Regions from separate parts of the Mus musculus genome. Here all the other regions are linked to region 5. The links are chromatin contacts, called in public HiCAR-type, HiChIP or PLAC-seq and promoter capture Hi-C maps. All regions are on one chromosome and are shown on one strand. The core of a region is the stretch at or near the end of the contact, and the rest is flanking DNA. Distances in the headings are between cores, read along the strand shown. Region 1 holds the start of Il17re (interleukin 17 receptor E). Region 2 holds the start of Thumpd3 (THUMP domain containing 3). Region 3 holds the start of Bms1 (BMS1, ribosome biogenesis factor). Region 4 holds the start of Zfp9 (zinc finger protein 9). Region 5 holds the start of Rpl32 (ribosomal protein L32). Region 6 holds the start of Cidec (cell death-inducing DFFA-like effector c). Region 7 holds the start of Tada3 (transcriptional adaptor 3).

Evidence for each region. Promoter capture Hi-C pulls out the DNA fragments that hold promoters and counts their contacts. HiCAR-type assays count read pairs that join an accessible place to other places. HiChIP or PLAC-seq counts read pairs in DNA pulled down with a chosen protein or histone mark.
Region 1: a contact with region 5 is called in a promoter capture Hi-C map of liver, with 2.3 times the contacts expected there. The contact joins the promoter of Il17re here to the promoter of Rpl32 in region 5. A contact is called at or near these places in 2 of 39 promoter capture datasets (cranial neural crest and liver).
Region 2: a contact with region 5 is called in an H3K27ac HiChIP or PLAC-seq map of embryonic stem cells, with 15 times the contacts expected there. The contact joins the promoter of Thumpd3 here to the promoter of Rpl32 in region 5. A contact is called at or near these places in 1 of 484 Hi-C or Micro-C datasets (embryonic stem cells) and 1 of 115 datasets of contacts at active chromatin or transcription factors (embryonic stem cells).
Region 3: a promoter capture Hi-C map of the C10 cell line shows a contact between it and region 5, with 7 times the contacts expected there. The contact joins the promoter of Bms1 here to the promoter of Rpl32 in region 5. A contact is called at or near these places in 3 of 39 promoter capture datasets (the C10 cell line, liver and pre-B cells) and 1 of 115 datasets of contacts at active chromatin or transcription factors (astrocytes).
Region 4: a HiCAR-type map of astrocytes shows a contact between it and region 5, with 6 times the contacts expected there. The contact joins the promoter of Zfp9 here to the promoter of Rpl32 in region 5. A contact is called at or near these places in 3 of 39 promoter capture datasets (hippocampal neurons and liver) and 1 of 115 datasets of contacts at active chromatin or transcription factors (astrocytes).
Region 6: an H3K27ac HiChIP or PLAC-seq map of embryonic stem cells shows a contact between it and region 5, with 8 times the contacts expected there. The contact joins the promoter of Cidec here to the promoter of Rpl32 in region 5. A contact is called at or near these places in 1 of 39 promoter capture datasets (the 3T3-L1 cell line) and 1 of 115 datasets of contacts at active chromatin or transcription factors (embryonic stem cells).
Region 7: a promoter capture Hi-C map of pre-B cells shows a contact between it and region 5, with 4 times the contacts expected there. The contact joins the promoter of Tada3 here to the promoter of Rpl32 in region 5. A contact is called at or near these places in 2 of 39 promoter capture datasets (embryonic stem cells and pre-B cells) and 4 of 115 datasets of contacts at active chromatin or transcription factors (astrocytes, double positive thymocytes, embryonic stem cells and 1 more).

The regions. Positions count from the first base shown.
Region 1 is chr6:113,457,446-113,460,145 of GRCm38.p6, reverse strand. Il17re (interleukin 17 receptor E) reads right to left here and starts at 1,375. Exons shown (of 15, transcript NM_145826.6): 1 at 1,120-1,375; 2 at 771-786. The coding sequence starts at 1,251.
Region 2 is chr6:113,044,863-113,047,562 of GRCm38.p6, reverse strand. Thumpd3 (THUMP domain containing 3) reads right to left here and starts at 1,261. Exons shown (of 10, transcript NM_008188.3): 1 at 1,173-1,261; 2 at 1-148. The coding sequence starts at 116. It overlaps Gm43868 (predicted gene, 43868), which reads left to right and starts at 1,392. Exons shown (of 1, transcript NR_164179.1): 1 at 1,392-2,700.
Region 3 is chr6:118,417,893-118,420,679 of GRCm38.p6, reverse strand. Bms1 (BMS1, ribosome biogenesis factor) reads left to right here and starts at 1,263. Exons shown (of 23, transcript NM_194339.1): 1 at 1,263-1,392; 2 at 2,063-2,271. The coding sequence starts at 2,096.
Region 4 is chr6:118,477,897-118,480,596 of GRCm38.p6, reverse strand. It overlaps Zfp9 (zinc finger protein 9), which reads left to right and starts at 1,324. Exons shown (of 6, transcript NM_011763.2): 1 at 1,324-1,391.
Region 5 is chr6:115,807,472-115,810,171 of GRCm38.p6, reverse strand. Rpl32 (ribosomal protein L32) reads left to right here and starts at 1,429. Exons shown (of 4, transcript NM_172086.2): 1 at 1,429-1,474; 2 at 2,270-2,370. The coding sequence starts at 2,275. Snora7a (small nucleolar RNA, H/ACA box 7A) reads left to right here and starts at 2,069; the gene lies at 2,069-2,197.
Region 6 is chr6:113,434,361-113,437,093 of GRCm38.p6, reverse strand. It overlaps Cidec (cell death-inducing DFFA-like effector c), which reads left to right and starts at 1,334. Exons shown (of 6, transcript NM_001301295.1): 1 at 1,334-1,380; 2 at 2,582-2,659. The coding sequence starts at 2,607. It overlaps Gm52871 (a long non-coding RNA gene), which reads right to left and starts at 2,589. Exons shown (of 2, transcript XR_003956347.1): 1 at 1,964-2,589; 2 at 1-63.
Region 7 is chr6:113,376,532-113,379,245 of GRCm38.p6, reverse strand. Tada3 (transcriptional adaptor 3) reads left to right here and starts at 1,408. Exons shown (of 10, transcript NM_001372392.1): 1 at 1,408-1,930; 2 at 2,301-2,354. The coding sequence starts at 2,349. It overlaps Arpc4 (actin related protein 2/3 complex, subunit 4), which reads right to left and starts at 1,133. Exons shown (of 6, transcript NM_026552.3): 1 at 1,038-1,133. The coding sequence starts at 1,040.

The DNA of each region.
Region 1 (2,700 bases), core at 126-2,625, 2.3 Mb after region 5:
CACAAACCAGAAACCAGACACAAACAGCAAGACCAGTGCCAAGGCTTTGTGGCTAGGACAGTAGGGCAGGGGGTTTGAGCAAAACTTCCTGTGTCAGAGAAAGGAAAGTCAGCATAGAGACACATGGCTGTAAGCCCATTGCTTAGGCTGAGACAGGAGGATTAAAGGATGGAAGCTTTGGTATTACATAGTGAGACCCTGTCTCAAAACAAAAACAAAAAGAGAAACAGTTGGGTCTAAGGAGGTCCCTCTTACCTCCTTCCAACTGAATTTAGGGCTGAGCTTTGATAAATCTTTTGAGTATGATCTTGAGAAAGTTATTAGACCCAGGTGCCAGACTGCTCATTCATCAAGAGTCTTAAGTAATGCAATGCATCTGGGAAAGCTTGGTAAAGTTGAATGTATCATAAAGTATAAAAGAGTATTGTTCCTGATAGAGTGAGGGGCCAGTGATAGGAAGAGCCACTTGGGTGGATGCCTGGAGATTAACCATGTTGCTCATTTTATCTTCCCCATTGGCAGGAAGCAACACGGCCCTCATCTTCTAGTCATTTCTCCTCCACTCTGGTGCTCAGAAGCCAAGGTCAGATAGAGGAGTGAAGAGCTCTGCCTAAGGATTTATAGAATCTGAGGAATCTAGACTAGTCCTGCACTTTCTTACTGATAGCAGACTCCTTGGGTTGGGAACCAAAACTGCCAAGGATGGCTCTCTGGGTCCTGGACCACTGGGGAGCCCAGGGAAGAGGAGCAGGACAGGAAATAAGACTTACCAGCAAAACGTTTATCCTGAAGATACAGGGCCCAGAAGGGAAAAGAAAGGAGAGAGGAGTCATTAGAAGGGAGTCGCATAAGGTGCATTCTCCCTGCACTCTGCATCCAACCATCTGGGTCTGAGACCCTCAGCTCAGTCCATCCATCCAGCTGTTTTTCTCTCAGTCCCACCCTGCCTAGGACCTCTGCTCACCAGAACCTTAGCCATCCCTTCAAGACCACATAGAGGACACACTGAGGCTGCCACTAAGAGCCCAGGATTTCAGAGGTAGGAAAGGGCAGGCAAGAGAAAGAGGGGTTCTAGTCTGTGCCAAGCAAGTGCCCCTTCACTTGGCAGCAGGACCTTACCACACGGTAGGCCAGGAGACAGTGGCTGGTCCAACTCCGCAGGCAGGGGCAGGCAACCCGAGCAGACACAGCGAGGCCGATGAGCAGTAGCGGGAGAGACAGGAGCAAGGCTGCCAGTCTGGGGCTCCCCATGAGCTTCTGTAGGATCCGGGCGCAGAGACCATGTCTTTCCTGTCTGCAAGAGGGCAGCAGGGCCTGGCCCTGGAGCTGTGAGAAGCACACAGTACCAGCAGGCGCTCTCACCTAACCCTGCCCTAGATCCACCCTGCCCCGAAGCTCCTCCTTGATCCTAACCAGCAGGCTTGGTCACATTCCTTCTCCTGAGCCAGGGCACTGAGGAACACTTGCTTGCTCTGTAAAAAGCCTTACTGCCCTGGAGTCACAGGAGGCTCTTGGTGTGGCACAGTTAACAGGAAAGGGACCTGCACCTTGTTGTGGAGGTGCACCCATTTCTTAACCCCTCCTGCACCTCAAATACTGCCGATCTGACACACATATTACATTAGTATACTCTGCCACAGACAGTTCCACATCCTTCTCTTTGAGAAATGAACAGTTACTCTCCATTTGTCTACGCTGAATGCTGACGATAAAGAAGTGGTTGGGGCATCATTTGCTGAAGTCAAAAATGAGTAAACATTATAAAACACAAATAAGCCTCCTGCGTACCCCACATGCACTTGGGCTCCCCACCCGGCTGTCTTCCCACTAAAGCCCAGCCTTCTCTCTGTGCCCACTAGCCCTTTCCAGCTGTCAAAGTGCTCTCCATCTTTGAAGACCAACTAAATGATACGGCTTGTTCAGGAAGCCCCAGAGCTGACAGCCGAGCTCTGGAGCAGAGGGAGCAGCCCCACGCACTGACCTGGTTTCCTGTGGTTTCCGGTGCAGGAAAAAGGCTGACACGGCTCCAGGCTTTGTGGGGACCCTCCCCATCCCCATCATCTTACAGTTTCCTCTTACCATGGAGCACTTGAGCTGCAGCAGCCCTCTCCTTCCTTGGCAATGCCCGAGGGGAGGAAAGTTCAGGGCATGTCCATGGGGGCCTCTCTCTCTCTCTCTCTCTCTCTCTCTCTCTCTCACACACACACACACACACACACACACACACAAACACACACACACCCTCAGGACAGGGTTTCTCTGTGTAGTTCTGGCTGTCCTGGAACTCACTCTATAGACCAGGCTGGCCTTGAACTTAGAAATCCATCTTTGCCTCCCAAGTGCGGTGTTGGGTCTAAAGGCACACACCACCATTGTCCTCCTTGTCTCTGTTTTAAAATTAAATTTTTTTAAAAACTTAGGTGTGCGTGTGTGTCATGGTGGGCATTTAGGTGGGCAGGTGTGCTTGTCCATGCAGGTTCATGCGGAGGCCAGAGGCTGACACCAGAGGCAGTCCTAAATCTACTGGCTCATATCTGCAGCCTCCAATTTACCTATTACTCTGAAAGTCTCCTCTTGCTTTTGCATTCATGAAATGAATTGGTCCCTGCTTGGTGTCCGACTTGTTTTGAGACAGGACCTGTCACTGAACCTGGCTCTTCGCTTGCGGTTGCAGCGAGGCTGGTGGACTAGCAAGCTCCT
Region 2 (2,700 bases), core at 12-2,511, 2.8 Mb after region 5:
TGGAGATGCTCCGACTCACTTCTGACGCCGCTTTCTACCAGCGACACAGGCTCTTTGTTGCCATCAAGGTTCATACCCAGGCACTCTCTGGTAGCTTCTTGAGTGTCACAAGACATGATGGAGATGTTTCTAAAAGGACCAACAGTCTCTAGAGGCAATACAGGGAAGAAAAAGGGAAACAATGCCATCTCTTTTTGTATTTCAATGTACCTATCGAGTTAAAACTGTAGTATAAATAAGGGCACGGATTACAGGCAGTGAAACGTGACTAAACAAGCAATATGCAGGCTCATCAGGAGAAAAGACAAGAGTGTTTCCACTGCATGCAGTGCTTGGCTTAGGCTCATCTGTGTTGGTAAGCACCATCTTACATTTGCTAACATGAATAGAGAAGCTCCTCTGTTGCTCTTTCAGCTTAGCACTTCAGGATGTGAGGCTGTAGTGGTTCAGAGTTAAAAATTCTTGCTTCCCACACTCGCGGGTCCAGGAAGCAAGTTACTCCTGCCTAGTTTCGAACTGGAAACTAAATATATCTCTCTTTCCCAAAGACAGAAGATTTTAACGAGAACAACACAATTCTGGACTAATGATCAAAACTTTTAATGTATGGGTGAGGTATCTACTTTCCGCCATGTAGACAAGTGGGCAGTGAATTTATTAAAGATTAACTCAACTTCCACTATCTAAACAATTACAAATATCTGAAAGCCTACTATGTGGTGACGCCGAGATCCAATGACGCGCATGCTGGGGACACCTTGGAAATGTCTGAAGCTAGTAATACAGACGTCCTGTGGGAGTGTTTGTGGAGGTTGAAGGGGCTGGAGTGGTGTTACCGTGATGGAGGGCCCACACCTCCCACCAGCTTTTCAAAAGCGCCGTGGCTTAAGCTAACATCTTCCTTGTCCCTAATGCTGTGCCAACCAAGAACAGGCCACAGAGGTGAACGCGGTTCCACCGTGTCACCGTTCGCCACTGTGAACACAACTCCTACGGACAGTGTGGAGAGCAGAAGGGCTGTTCGGACCGAAGGGCAGTGGCTCTCTCACTCCCACCCTCTGCGAAGCCCAGCGAGAGTCCAGACGCTCAGCCCCAGCACCGACCTATACGAAGCCACCGCCGTCTTCCCCTGCGTCCCACCCACCCGGCCACTCCCAGCCGCGGCCAGTTACCGGCAGCAAGCACAGACCCTTCCGGTCTCCGCACCGCGAGCACGCCGCCGGAAGCCGAGGTGCCAGCCCGGAAACGGAAGTCAGGCCTCGGAGGGCACGGTGCTCCCACGCTCCGGGGTAGGCGGGGGAGTGTGCGCGGAGAGCTGTGCGCAGTTGGGTGCACTCTGACCCGGAAGAGGAAGAACGGCCGGTAGGCCGGTCACCTGCCCGGAGGGAACCACTGCGGAGGGCGCTCTCCTAGCGAGCGGATGCTCGGTTGTTCTACTTCCTCTGCCCTCAGTGTCGAGCACTGGGGTGAGACTGGGACTTGATTCCAGTCTTAAAGCCAGAGAAACCGAGGCTAAAGAGATTCTTCTCCCCCATTCCCGTCTTGCACAACACTCTTTACTTGGAATTTCTTTTTGAGATTGGAGTCTCACTATGTAGCCCTGACTGGCCTGCTCGTTTTGTCGATCGTTCTGTCCTGGAAATCACAGATATCCGCTGTCTCTGCCTCCGGGATGCTAGGACTACAGGTGTGCGCCACCATACCCGGCTTGGATTCTGCAGGGACCGGCAAGCTGTGCTGTAACTAGAGTATAGCCCCTAGCCTAGCCTGCGGTTTTCAGATCATGTTTCTCTATATATGCCAAAGGTTACATTTCCTATATTTTAGTTACATGTATTTCCTGTGTGTGTGGAGGGAGCTTGTGTGCCACACCTGAGGTCAGAGGACAACTTGGCAGAAGTTGCTTCTCTTCCACCACGTGGGTTCCAGTGATCCAGCTCAGCTAATCAGGATGGGTAGCAAGAGCCTTTACCCTCTAAGACGTCTCACCAGCCCCAAATGTAACATTTTAAAAGAGGAAACTTAGAACTCAACAGAAAGAGACAGCCGGATTTTGGGGGGGGGGGGGGAGCGATGGTGGAGAGATGGCTCAGTGATTAAGGCTTGCTTTTCCAGAGAATTCAAATTTGGTACCCAGCACCCACCCACCTCTGGCCGCTCTCAATACCTGTAACTTCAGGGGCTCTGACAGCCAAGTCTGGCTCCAAGGGCATTATGACACTGCATTGCAATCTCTCTCTCTGCCTCTCCCCTCATCCTCACCAATAAATAAATAAATAAATAATAAAAATTGTTTAAAGTTTCAGTGGTGGCAGCAGCAGCTGAGGCATGGAGCCACACTGTCCTTGTCAGCACGGACAATGAGAAAGGTAAAAACCGGATCCTTGCCTTGGATGCATCAAAGAGTTTAGGAGCAGCCAGTATCGTAGAAAGCGGCGTTGTAGTTTAGTAAAAAATAAAAAAGGGGTCTGACAAACGGCCCAGCATGTAAAAGGTGTCTGCCATCAAGCCTGGCCATCTGCATTCTATCCCCAGGACCCACACTGTGGAAGGAGAGAACAAACTCCATGGGTTGCCCCCTGACTTCCACAAGTGTACCGTGAGATCCTCACCTCCATAAATAAATGTTTGGGAGGTGGGGCAGATGGTGGGGCTTACCATCTTTAATCCCCGCACTTGGGAGGCAAGGGCAGTTGAGTC
Region 3 (2,787 bases), core at 14-2,513, 2.6 Mb before region 5:
TGGTGTCTGCCCTGAGTTCTTCCAGCGTTGGACTGTATGAGAAATTTCTCATAGGCCTCATTTGGTGGTTCAGCTAGGGGGATAGTTGCCAGGCAGGATGACCCTGTCACAGGTTGGGACTGAGGGCTGTTTGACTTGTTCAATAGACACCTCTGTCAGCCATTTGTCCTCAGTTTGCGATCTTACATTCCAATCCTTTTGTTGATGATAAAGGGCAATGTAGTCTTTTCTATAACTACTTCCTGCAGAAATTGGGGCGTTGCTCTGGAATGTGCAGAAAGGCTAGAATGATGGTCACTGGAATGATAGTCAAAGGATGGGGAGAGAGAAATAGGAGGGCCAACCTCACAAACTATCATTTGCTAAACCTTTGATTTTGTTTCATAATTTCCATATGAACCTTTAGAGCTGTTTTGTGTTGGTGTGCTATTAAAAGGTACAAAATGGGAGACTTTGAGGCAACTGAACCCATGTTCTTGGCTCATTGAGGTGAGAGCTGTGTTTTGCATGAACATGCTATTTTGTGGGAACCTGAATCCGTATTCCCAGGCCGCAGTCACTCTTATTTGGCGCAAGGAAAAAACCCTACTTCTTATTCTCCTTGAGATGAGCTCAGTTTTGAGTCCAGCATAACTGTAGCAAATAACCGGGACTGGGGGTTTGAGGGCTATTCCCCAGGACTGGACTGAGTCCTGGGGATGCAAGGCTGAGCACAGAGACACAAGACACACGACACACATAGCCACACATGCACACAAAATGGCAAGCTAAGACGTTTTCTGAAGAAAACGCCCTCTCCAGGAGCACAGAGGAGCACCCTGCCCTCAGCCCGTCGGTCCTGGCACAAGAGGGCAGCAGAGCGCTGAAAACCCGTGAGGACAGCTCTGGCAGCGGTGACAGGGAGCGGTAGCCTAGCGGATGGGGCGGCGGAATTCACAGCTTTCAAGTTGGGACTGGCGATGACTCGGGCGTCCTTCCAGCGTTCCTCTGCTACTCAAATAAGCGGGCCAGGGCCCAGCGCCGCGCGGATCCTCTGAAGCCAGGTCGCGCTGGCTGAGAGCCCGACTCTCAGAGTGGCTGGGACCCGAAGGAGAGGGCAGTCCGTGCGAAATCTGAAAGTGCGCTTGCGCAACCCTCAGCCAACCCAGAGCTTACTTCCGGCTTTCCCCTGAAAGTCGTCCGTCCACGGGTTCCTTTTTTTCCCCTCTTCTTTGCTCGTTTCCCTCCGACGGGTACAAGCAGAAGGACAGTTTCCGCTTCCGGCGTCGTGCTTGCGGGCTGGAGCGGTTGCTGCCGTGAGTCCGAGTGCTTTCGCGAGCCCCGTCGGCTTCCCGGTTCGGTCGGTCCTCGACCTCCCGACAGGCTGCTCCCAGGCTGCGTCTGGGCTGGAAGGCAAGTTTCTCGGCCGCCGGAGAGGTGCTCCCGGGAGTGTGGAGGGCGTGGGTTCGTGCAGTGCTGGATGGGGAGCGGGTCACTCGAGCAGGGAGGGCTCCTGCCCAGCTCGGCTGCGTGTTCTTCTCCCAGCAAAAATAGATCACCGGGAGGGGAAAATGTGCTTCCTCCAGGAGCTGAGAGGCGAGTCTGCTCAGCACTGTTCGGATGTCTTAAACTTGTATGTTTGTTTTCGTTTTAAGTTAAAAGGACACTTCAGCCTAAGCTACCTAGAATAGTAGGCACTAGTCACGTGCGACTAAGTTTAAAATTAATTTAAACTTAAGATAGTTTTCAGTTTCCGAAGGTACGCTTGAAATTCTCTGTAACCACGTGTAGTTCACAAGGCTTCTGTACTGAGAACAGCAGGTAGGATGTATTTCTGTCATTACAAAAAATGAGCACTGTCGAAATGGCTTCAACATAAAACATAAGAAGGATAGTGTTGGTGCTGCTAACTCTTATACTTTATGGCGTAAGAAAGGGACGTGAATTTGAAGATACTGGCTAAACATTTTCTACCTCCATTCAATGAACAAATACATCAGCACTTAAGTAAATTAAATTACTGCCCTCCTGTGTTACCCTGATTATAATTGATTACCACCACCGTCCTCCCTGTTCCGTGTAGGTAAGACTTATTTGTAGTAGATAAATAGCCACCATGGAGACCAAGGACCACAAGAAACATAGGAAGAAGCACAGTGGGCCTAAAGCTGAGAAGAAAAAGAAACGGCACCTGCAAGACCTACAGCTTGGAGATGAAGAGGATGCCCGGAAGAGAAACCCCAAAGCTTTCGCAGTGCAGTCAGCTGTGCGGATGGCGAGGTCCTTTCACAGGTGTGTTTACCTGGGGTTAGTGGGTCTTCCCTTAAGTACTGGGAGCCTCTCCCAGATGGCATTTGCCTTGTGAGTCTTAACTCAGGTCTGAAGGACGTAGGCATGCCATAGTAGGCATGCCGTATGGCTTTTCCTAAAATGTCAGAGCTCTGTCAAAGAAACATTTTCCCTCTAACACCTGCCCTTTGCCTTTCCCCACTTTTTTCTTTGTTTTCTTTCTTTCTGTCCTTCTTTCTTTCTTGTCCAAGAAGAAGAATTTACACAATTTAGATCACACACAAAAAAATCTCCTAAACTTTGCATATCTCCATGGCAGTTAAAGTGTTGGTGGTTCCCCCCCAATACTTTTAATGTAAAATACTAAAATAACTGTATTTAGGGAGATAATAATATATAGCCAGCAGTTTTCTTTAAATGTTACCTAATTGAATTCTTTCAACAGCATTAAGAAGTTAGGAATTATTCTCATCTGTGGATAAGAAAACAGATTCAGAGCACAAGTTCAATAGCCAGTTG
Region 4 (2,700 bases), core at 75-2,574, 2.7 Mb before region 5:
ACCAGGGGTTCATTTCCCAGTGCCACATTATGGCTCACGACTGATCGTCACTCCAGTTCCAAGGGATCAGATGCCCCCTTCTGGCTTCATCATGCATGTCTCCCACATGATACACAGACATGCAGGCCCAAACCCATATACACAAAATAAAACAGCCCCGGGAAGCAGCTTGCACGTTGGAAAAGGAAATTTGGGGTGCCCTAAGTCTATGTTCCAGGACCATCATTATGTTCAGTTCACAATAACCCCTTAGAGTTATCCCCTTAGAGGCAAGAGCTGTGTTTCTGTGCCAACAATACCTTTATCCTGAACCTTGCAGGCTGTTTGGTCCCCTTGTCTCTTAAGTTGGCCTTTTGAGGACCAGTCAATGAGTCTGAGTCCTTATGGCTGCCCGGGGCTCAGTCGTTGATCTTAAAAGCTCTGGCACCATATATGCTATATGTATACATTTATGTGTAAAAATTGTAACTTTCGTATGAAGAATGTAATATTTCCATATTTCTAAGGTTAGTACAGTGCGGACTAAAGTTATGGCCAAGGACATATACAAGTTGTTTTACATATTCAGGACATCGTTCTTAGTGAGAGGATAAGAATGGCATTCTGCATCGGTAGGATACAACTTTAAAAATTTGGCCAGGGGGAGGCGGGGACTAACATGTAGGGCACTTTACTTGGTGTATTCTTTTGGTTTATATATACTGTACATATTTTTTTAGTTTCTCGCGTTTCGTGTTATCGTTTACATAGTTTTGAAAGGTAGTAATCCTAAGACAAAATTGCAAGCTCCTTGGATGTAAACTTCAAGTATTTAAGCTACCCCACCGTACACACTGCGCACCCTCTGACGGCCTTCTGTCTAACTCCGCAGGGTGCCCATTGCTTGTTCAATCATCCCCTTAAAGATCAGGCCTTAGGGAAGCAGCGCAGCGCTCAACAGTGAGGTACTCAGAGCCAAACTTCATAACGTGATCACACACGGAGTCATCGCGGAGGCTTCTGGAAAGCGTAGTCCAGAAAGGAGGGCCGTTAGGCGCATGGGCAGAGCCCTCGCCTGTCAGCTGAGGAACTTTTGTCCTTCGTCTTGCGGGGGACACCGAGCCCCGCGGCATCCCCCGATTTGAGGGGTTCTCCGATTGCGGCGGGCGGGCGGGCGAGCGAGCACGCGATCCTGTGGGGCGGCGGCGGGAGGAGCGCGCTGGGCGGGCTGAGGAGGGGAGGGGAGGGGAGGGAAGGGGAGGGGAGAGGAGGGGACATCAGCGGGAGGCAGGCGGGTCTGAGCCACCGCCCGGGTGACGTGGCACCCACTCGCCTTGTCCTCCCGCCACGTCGGCGTCCTCCCGCTTCTCAGCCATCCCCGGGCATCTGCAGCGGAGGCCGCTGTCACCGAGGTGAGAATCGCTCAGGGCGCACGGAGCAGGGCAGTCTTGCAGAGTGCTGTGGAACAAGCAGGGCGGGCTGCTGCTTTTCCAGCAGAGCCAGGTCCTTTCATCTGGGCCCCTCAAAGCTGTTCACAGAGGCTGTTTGGTTTACCCAGTACCTGCGGGTGGTCGTAATCCTCTATTGTTTAACTCTGCCGGGCTTGTCTCTTCCACGCAGTCCTGTCTGCGTCTGCTTTCCGTGCAGCCGCTGAGGACACAGCCTTGAAGCATACTTGATCATACCTGGAGTCTTCTATTCCTAAAACTCCTCCAGCCTCCTCTGGATCCCTTAGTGTGAGAGATTAATTAAGGCTCTCCCTCCCCATATCCCTCAGCTATCCTTTGTTAGACTGTTGAACAGTTATTTGGAAGTACAGTATTGCTTTTTAAAAAAAGGTCTTTCAGTATTAAATTTTCCTGAGAATCTGGGAATTATATACACTCACCCTCTAAGGGAATAGAAGTAAAACAGATTGGGGGTGGGGTGTCGATCTGGCCTTGGAGCTCCAGACTAGTTTGGAGCTGTTGAAACTCCTGCCTCAGCCTCCAGGATGCTGGGTTTACAGGTGTGTGCCACCCCGTCCAGCAGAGACAGATCTAAAAGATGAGAACTGTTGTTCATTTGTGTTCTCTGTTACGAAGGAGATTTCCTAAGGCTGATGATTGGCGCATTTGTATCTGGCCTTATACATTAGGCCTTTGGTATGCACCCGGCTGACTGGAATTAAGCATTTGGTTTTTTGTTTGTTTGTTTTTGTTTTTAATCTATATACACGATATACCTTTTTAGGGAATATGGTACTAAAACTGTTGTCTAATTAATTAATGACTTTATTTATGTATTTATTTGAAATAATGTCTCACTATGTAGTCCAAGCTGGTCTAGCTCTCGTTCTATAGCTTAAACCAGCCTTAATCTTGCTATCTGCCTGCCTCGGCCTTTACAGTGCTGGGGCTAGAAGTGTGCCTCACTCCATGTGGCTTCAAATTGCTATTTTTGAAGGTAATTTTGTTTCAAAGCTTCATTTGTTTCAAAGCTAGATTTGGCAGCCATGCAACAGTTCATTAAGATGTAATTTAATTTCACCCCACCCCCCTGTTTCAGCCTGTTTTGAGAGGCCAGTCAATTACAGGGATCTAAACCTGTTGTGTGGCTGTCAAGGCTTGACCGGAGGCTGCACAGAGGGTTATTCACCATGATTTAATTCCTTTCACTTTAAGAATAATAGCATTGAAACTAAGTCCCAATGCCGGTAGCAGACATAGCAACAGAACCAAA
Region 5 (2,700 bases), core at 180-2,679:
TTCTGTCTGAGTTTGTACAAAGTTTGAAAATTTTTTAATTTAGTCTGCTGGGCAGTGGTGACACCTTACATCTCAGCACTTGGGAGGCAGAGACAGGAAGATCTCCAGCCAGCCTGGTCTACAGAGTGAATTCGACCACAGTCAGGCTTACACAGAGAAACCCTGTCTTAAAACAAAACAAAACAAAACAAAGGGTGGGACTGGGGTGGGGCCTGGAGAGATGGCTCAGCAGTTAAGAACACTGATTGCTCTTCCAGAGGTCCTGGGTTCAATTCCTAACCACATGGTGACTCACAACCATCTGTAATGGGATCTGATGCCCTCTTCTGGTGTGTCTGAAGACAGCTACAGTGTGCTCATATACATAAATCTTTAAAAAATGAGATTTATTCTATGTGATTGAGTGTTTTGCCTGCATGTATGAGTATGTACCACATGCATGTAGCGCCTACAGAAAAGGGCATCTGATCCCCTAGGGCTGGTGTTAACAAGGTTGTGAAGCAACGCTTGGTTCCTGGGAACTAAATGCCAGTCCTCTGAAAGAGCAACAGTGCTCCACCAAGCCACCTCCCCAGCTCAGGTTTGGTTTTATTTCCTCCTAAGATTATAGAGTTTTCACAATGATCTGTAAAACAAAAGATAAGCAAAATAGACTAAACTCGACCTACCTCTGCTTCCCAAGTGCTGTTATTAAAAAATGTGCACCACCACACCCAGCCAATAGACTATTTTCTTAGCAATATTATCAACCTATCACTTTTTTTTTTCCGAAACAGGGTTTCTCTGTGTAGCTCTGGCTGTCCTGGAACCCTCTCTGTAGCTCAGGCTGGCCTCGAACTCAGAAACCCGCCTGCCTCTGCCTCCCAAGTGCGGGGATTAAAGGCATGAGCCACCACCGCCCGGCTAACCCATCACTTATTAATACATTAGGTACATACCATAAGTAGAGAAGATTTAAACATACAGAAGTCGCGAGGAGGCTCAGTAGCACTTCATAAGCAGGGGTTTGCACATCTGTATATTAGGAAGTTTTAGGACATTTGCTCAACCAACCGCCTAAGGATCTTCGAAGAGTCTCTGTTTTGCTACCTCCCAGCCTCAAGGAGGCACCCTCGGGAACCAACAATTTAAAAAGCTATTGGGCTTCCACTTAGGGCGGAAATAAATGCCCACCTAGCAGGTCTTAGCTCAAAAAAAAACAAAAAACCCAAATTTCTTAAGTAGTCCCAAGAGAAAAATAAATTTTAGTTCACTCTAAGATGTTAATGTCTACTACAGAACACTAGTCCACTAGGGTTTTTTTCAGTATCATTTCTCAGGCACATCTTAGTTTTCTTTAGAGGACCCAGAGCCGGAAGTGCTTCCCTTTTCTCTGCCAGGACCTAAGACTCCGTCCCATCATACCTTGCGCGCCGCCGCCGCCTCTTCCTTCTTCCTCGGCGCTGCCTACGAGGTGGCTGCCATCTGTTTTACGGTGAGTCTGTATCGGCGGCCATCCGCCGCCCGCGGCTTCGACGGGACCCCGTCTCCGGGTGGGGAGGCCTCGGCGGCGGCCTCCGCACCAGCGTGGTAGTGGCGAGCGCGCGCGGGCCTGGCCACTGGCGCTGCTCCGGAGTCTGCCCGGGGGCCGGCATCGGCCAGGGCGGGCTTGCTGCCATGCGGCCCGAGAGTTTCGGACGGCACCCGCCGCTTTCTGCTTAGCTTGTTAGCAGCCTTTTTCTGCGGCGAATCCGAAATCTTAAGTCAGGGAGCTGCCGCCGCTCGCCAGTGAGCAGAAATGCTTTCTGAAGCGCAAGCCCGGCGGAGCAGGTTGTCTGCGCGGGGAGCAGAGAAGGCACCCTTTGGTTGGTGCTCTGAGACGACCGGGAGGGACAGACGGACTGGTGGCGTGTTAGGAGTGCATGGTGGCTTTGCGTATTTAAGGGCGCAACACTTCAAACATAACGAAGCTTAGTGGAGCGGGATTTGCCGCTCCTTCGCCACCAGAGAGACCTGGCTGGGGTTCTGTAAGATCGGTTGCGGTTCTTTGAGGTTCGGAGTGGGTGAGATGAACCACTGACCTCTTGGGATCGCGTCTGGAGAGTAGCTAGTATTCTTCCAGCTTCGGAAGCAAGAGGGAGAGCAAGCCTAGCAGAGGTACCCATTCCATTCCCAGTTTGCTCGGTAGCTGGTGATTGGAAGACACTCTGCAACATTACTCACTGAAGGCCTGAGACGCAGCCCCACCTCCCAGTTTCTTTACTAACTTGGGTCTGACTTTTGTCAAAAGGCATCATGGCTGCCCTCCGGCCTCTGGTGAAGCCCAAGATCGTCAAAAAGAGGACCAAGAAGTTCATCAGGCACCAGTCAGACCGATATGTGAAAATTAAGGTATGTGGTTCTGGGGTGGGGGTTAAGACCTGAGCACACATTTCTCGTTATCGCTTGTCTCTGCATTTTAAAAAGTTCATTTTAAAGATGACACTTTGTTTTATATTTATGCGTTTGAAGGGCAGGGAGAATCACTTTAAGGAGTTGATTCTCTCCTTCCTGTCTTGTGGGTCCAGGTCAGATTTAGTTTGTCTGACAGCAGGCACTTTTAAGTCATCTCTGCACCCTGACCCTGTATTTTAAAGATCTTTGGGGTTTTGTCTGCACACCAGGCACATGCATGCATGGAATTGAACCTCTGGAAGAGCAGCCAGTGCTCTCAACTGCTAA
Region 6 (2,733 bases), core at 85-2,584, 2.4 Mb after region 5:
AGTGTTTTACACCATATGCATGCAGTGTCCACGGAGGCCTGACGAGGTGACAGATCCCTGGAACTAGAGTTACAAACAATTGTGAGTCGCCATATGGGTGTTGGTAATAGAAACTGGGTCCTCTATGGAGGTATCCAGTGCTTTTGACCACTGAGACAGATCTCCAACCCCTGGAATAATGTTTTTGTAGAGATTTTGATGTAGACATGTGTGTGTGTGTGTGTGTGTGTGTGTGTGTGTGTGTGTTGACTCAATGGGTCATCTTGCTGGCCTAAATTTTATTTTTCTTAGTAGTAGTATCTGTAACAAATGATTATAGATTTTATACTCTTTTTTTTTTTTTTGAGACTTTATAGCTCAGGCTTGTCTTGAATTAGAGATTATCTTTCTGTCTCTTGAGTCATATATTTCATTATACCCAACTTTTGTGATTTCCCACCCCCTTTTTCATGCCAGGTTGCCACTCTGTAGCCCAGGCTAGCTTCATCTATAGCAGTCTTCCTGTCTTGGCTTCCCAAGTGCTGGGGTTGTAGGCATTACAGGCATGAGCTACCTCTCTTAACAAGATATTTTTATTTTGATATTACACATTTCACCTTGTCATAATTGCTGATTTTATTTATTACATATAGCATATTAGCAACAACAATCACTTTTATCCACTGAGCACCTAAGTTACAAATGTTTTTCTATTTTTATTTGTATTAGTTTTTGTTTTGTTTTGTTTTTTTTTCAAGACAGGGTTTCTCTGTGTAGCCCTGGCTGTTCTGGAACTCACTCTGTAGATCGGGCTGGCTTCAAACTCAGAAATCTGCCTGCTTCTGCCTCCCAAGTGCTGGGATTAAAGGCATGCACCACCACTGCCCAGCACAAATGTTTATTATGTGTGTTTTTGGGTTGTGAGACAGGGCCAACTCTATAGCATGAGAGTTTTCAACTCATGGCCCTTCTCACGCCACAGCCTACCAAGTATCATGATGACAGCTCTGAGCCACCATACCTGACTTCAACATGAACGTTACTCCTGACACAGAGGGGAGAACAAAAGGCAGCTCGTGTGAGCACAGACAGCCTGTGTGGGGGCGGAACTCAGACCATAAGCCACATCCATTGCTTCTGTGCCCTCTTGCCTAGTGCCATGGGCAGTACCTCTTCTAAAGCTTTCGAAACATGCCTTCTTCCCCGTTTCAGGGCCTTCTGGAAGCCAGTCTGACTTAAAATCCCTAGGGGAAAGTTTCGAACTCATTCCCCATGCTCTTTTCCCCAGCTGGGGCTGGGGGCTAGGGGAGTGGCTTCACAGGAGACAGAAATAAAATGGAGGGAAGCCTGGGCTGTGCCTGGCCACGCGGTATTGCCAGGAGGCTGGGAGGTGAGGGGGAGGTGAGGAGCTGGGGTATATGGCTACTAGAGAGCAGATGGTGGGGGATTGCCGTGGTGGGTATATAAGGGACATGGTTGGAACAAGTATGCTTGGGTAGTGTTGGGTTGTGGTGAGGGGACTCTATAGGGGTGACCCAAGGAGAACCTGCGTTAATCAGAATCGAAGAGTACTTTGACTGCTTTGTCATGGCTGAGGTCGCAGTTCTGTCCCCTGCCCACTCCTGGGTTCTTCTCTGCTCCTTGTGCTAAGGGCTGAAAACAGAGGCATCAAGGACACAGGAGCTTCAGAGACATGGACAGGGGGTGGGCAGGATGGAGGGTCCTTCTGCCAGTTATTGGGGAAGGTTTTCCTGAGGCGGCAACGGGGAACCTGGGACTTCTAGGTGGCCTGTGTGGAGTCCTGAGTATGACACAAGCTGTACCACAGGTAAAGAGACTGGCTGTGCAGGGCCTTACAGCCCCAGCAGGCAAGAACCAGAGAACAGCACTACAGGGAGGAAAACAGGCATGTGAGCCCAATACCACCCCAACCAGAGCTGGGATGCCCAGACTGATACCTTGAGTTACAAACCATAGTAGTTACCTAAATTAGTTAAGGCTCCATAGAAGTGCAGAGTCAGCTCCTTTGTCACATCAGTCATGTTGCCAAGGGCTCAGTGTGGGTAGCAGCTATGGTACTGGAGAGCACAAACCTAGATGGTCTTCAGTAGAAACGTTCTCTTGGCCAGCACTAAACCTCAGGAGGGCTCTATTGCTCAAGGGCCCATGGGGCAAAGCAGGCTCCACCGTCTGGCTGCCCGTGGAGTTTCTGGACTATAGGTGACTTTCAGGTCCCTCACAGCACCAGGAGGTGTGACTCACCTCCTGCCAGCGTGAAGCGGACTCTGTCCCCTGAGACAGGGACAAATCAGTGCGGGCCTCTTTAGCACTGACTTCAGCTTCTCCACTCAGTGTGACCACAGCTTGGGTCGGAGAAACAATGGAGTGAGTGAGGCTGAGGCTGGGGAGCAGCTGGGGAGTGGGTGGGGGTGGTGGACGCTGGCTCAGTCGTAGTTACTGTGGACTCCGGGGAAATGGGTGGTCAGATGAGAGACTGGGGCAGAGGGTTGCTGCGTGGCGGTTGGGGCGCATTGGGTCAAAGAAAGAAAGAGAAGGACCCCTCCCTTCTCGCTAACCAGATAAGCTTCTGCCTGTGTTCTAGGTCCAACACAATCCAACTGACAAGGATGGACTACGCCATGAAGTCTCTCAGCCTCCTGTACCCCAGGTCGCTGTCCAGGTGAGGGGAGCCAGGAACAGAAAGGAAGGGGGAAACCAAGGAGCCATCAGTTAGAACTTCTTAAACTTTTAATG
Region 7 (2,714 bases), core at 159-2,658, 2.4 Mb after region 5:
GTGTGCGGTGACAAGTACCGTTGGGAAAGTGATAGAATATTCTTTTCTCTACCTCGATTGTGGCTACCTGATTATTTTGTCAAGGTTCATTGAAAGAAAACTAAATTTTAGATGACCAGCCCTGTGATAGTTACCCTTTAGTGGCTTGAAGAAATTGTACAATAAACTTGAATGCTTAAAAACGCAAAGTCAAAACTCAGTCAGCAGGAAATGGCTTTCACGCTAAGGAATGAAACCAGTTAGGACTAACACTGGAGCAAGCTTTAAAAAGTGACTTTTGAAAAAGAGGGTCTAATTTCAAAGTCTCTTCCCTGAGAGCATTCCCGGGCGTGCAACAAGCAGTCCAGCCTTTAGAACTCAGGTCGTCAAGGGCTGACCAGAGAAAGTAGTGGGAAGCCTGGGACCTTTCGGAGAACAACTGCACGGAGCACCCACAGATCCCAAACCCGAGCATGAAAGAGGAGGACCAGCGGCCATCAACATTTACACACGTTAAGGTCAACACGGTTCTGCACATCTAGGAAGGAGTCTGAATGCAGGCAAGCAACACAGAACCTTCATTGGGAGCTGGAAGGCAAGGCTTCCAGGAAGCGCCAAGAAGTAAGAAGATGAAGTGGACACTTGCCTCGAGGTCCCGTGAGACCGCGAAGGCAGGCAGGGACAGGGGGTTGTACTTAGCCAACCTCTACCGTGGACGGAGAGGAGGCCCCGCAGAGCGGTCCTACCTCAGCTGCAAGCCACCACCACGGGCTTCGCAGCCCGGTCTCCTGCCCCCTCCGAACATCGGGGAGAGGTCATTCTAGCCCGGGATTCCCAACCTGGAAGCTTCCGGGCCTGCTCTTGCTCAGAGAGCCTCCTGGCTCGCCCCTTCCTCCTCGCCTCGGCCCTCGCCCCACCCTTTGCCTCTCCATCCTCCCCGTGCCTCCTCATCCCGGGGCAACCTCGGGCCGCAAGCCCTAGCGGCAAGCAGCATCTCCCCCAGACCCACAGCCTCTACAGGCAAAACACAGGGAGGACCCCAACCCCTGGTCTCTCACCATCGCGGGCGCTGTCTGGGCCGGAAAGCGGAAGTGCGGAAGTGCCCGGACCCGCGACGCCTGCCCTTTCGAGAGAGGCGCAGCCGCAGTCTCCGACAGCACTTCCGGGCTGGACCATCTCGGGTAGGACCGGGGAGGGAGAGCCGAGAGATATTCAGATCTCCGGGGCGATTTCACACTGGGACCTCTGGGACTTGTAGAAGACCTGCTATGAGACAGTAGCGGTCGAGTCCCCTTGGATCGCTACACATATTCCGCCAGCGCCTTTAGTGCTTGTCGCTTTGGTTGTAGCCTCCCCCCGTGTGACAATAGTACAGCCCGACCTCAGGTTGGGCACCAAATTAGGACAGGCCGAACCGGAGAAACGTTTCTTCCGGTGGTGCTCCCCTATCCTCTCCGGGCTCCTCCCATTTGCAACCGTAGGGTTCGGCCGGGTAGCCAGTCCCTTGAGATTTGGGCTCTGGGCCCCACCCCAGCCCCGGGCTGCTTCCTAGCCCGGGACTCCTCAGGCCTAGCATTCCACCTCCCGGAGATTCGTAGGTGGCCTTAGACCCCCACCCCCACCCCGGCCCTACAGGCCACCTTGGGCTGGCCGTCCCCGCCCTCGCGTCAACTGCAGGGGGCCCGCCCATAGCCAGTTCCGGAGCAGTTGCTCCGATCGCCCTGAACTCCCCGCCCCCTCCTGCGGCCCAGGGCCTGTAGGAGGCCGCAGAGAGGAGGTAGGAGAGGCGGGGGTTGTGTTAGGGGCTCCCTAGAGGACGAGGACCCTGGAGGCGGGATCTTGGGGCGACACACAGGTGGAGCCAGCCATTAAGCAGTCCCACTTCTGTGCCAGGCACTGAACTGGGCACTTGACGAGCATCACCTCTTAATCCTCAGAACATTCCAGGGAGGTAGGTAATTCTCGATGCCCCCATTTTACAGATTTATACTTCTTAATGGGGAAATAGACTGAGGCATCATCTTTTGTCCTGGAAAAAAGAAAAACAAACAAACAAACAAACAAAAACCGGAGATTCAGGTTAAATAACATGTTTAGAAACGCACATAAGAAAATGGGCTGGAACTTAGTTCTGTTCACCTGACCAGCCTGTGTTCCAAACTAGCCAGGGACACAGAGAAGGTGCAGAGGTGGAATGGAGTGAGACAAGAGGAGGCAGGGAGAACCCTGTCAAATAGAATGCTAGAAACGACCCAACGTAGGGAAACAGAGGACATAGGAAGACAGGGCACACTAGTATCTCCTCTTCCTTAATGCTGCAGATTCCAGACTTCTGCGGTTCAAATTGCAACTAGGAGGCCGGCCTAATCATGCAGGTTTGTACACCTAGTGACTTGGGAGGCTAAAGCAGGTGGATCATAAGTTCAAGGCCTGGAATTCATGAAAGGGGGGGGGGGCTGGATGTAACTGTAACATAATTAAGTTTGGAGAATTTGTGCCTAGAATGAACAAGCGCTTGTATAAATCAGGTGTGGTACATGCCTAAAATTCCATCTCTTGGGAGGTGGAGACAAAACCTTGGCTACATAGCTAGTTTGAGACCAACCTGAGTGCATATCTTTATCCCAGCACTCAGAGGCAGGTGCTTTCTGGGGTGGGGGTCGGGAGGGGGAGCTCTATGAATCCTGATCTATGTAGCAAATGAGTATCAGGCCACTCAAGACTACATAATGAGA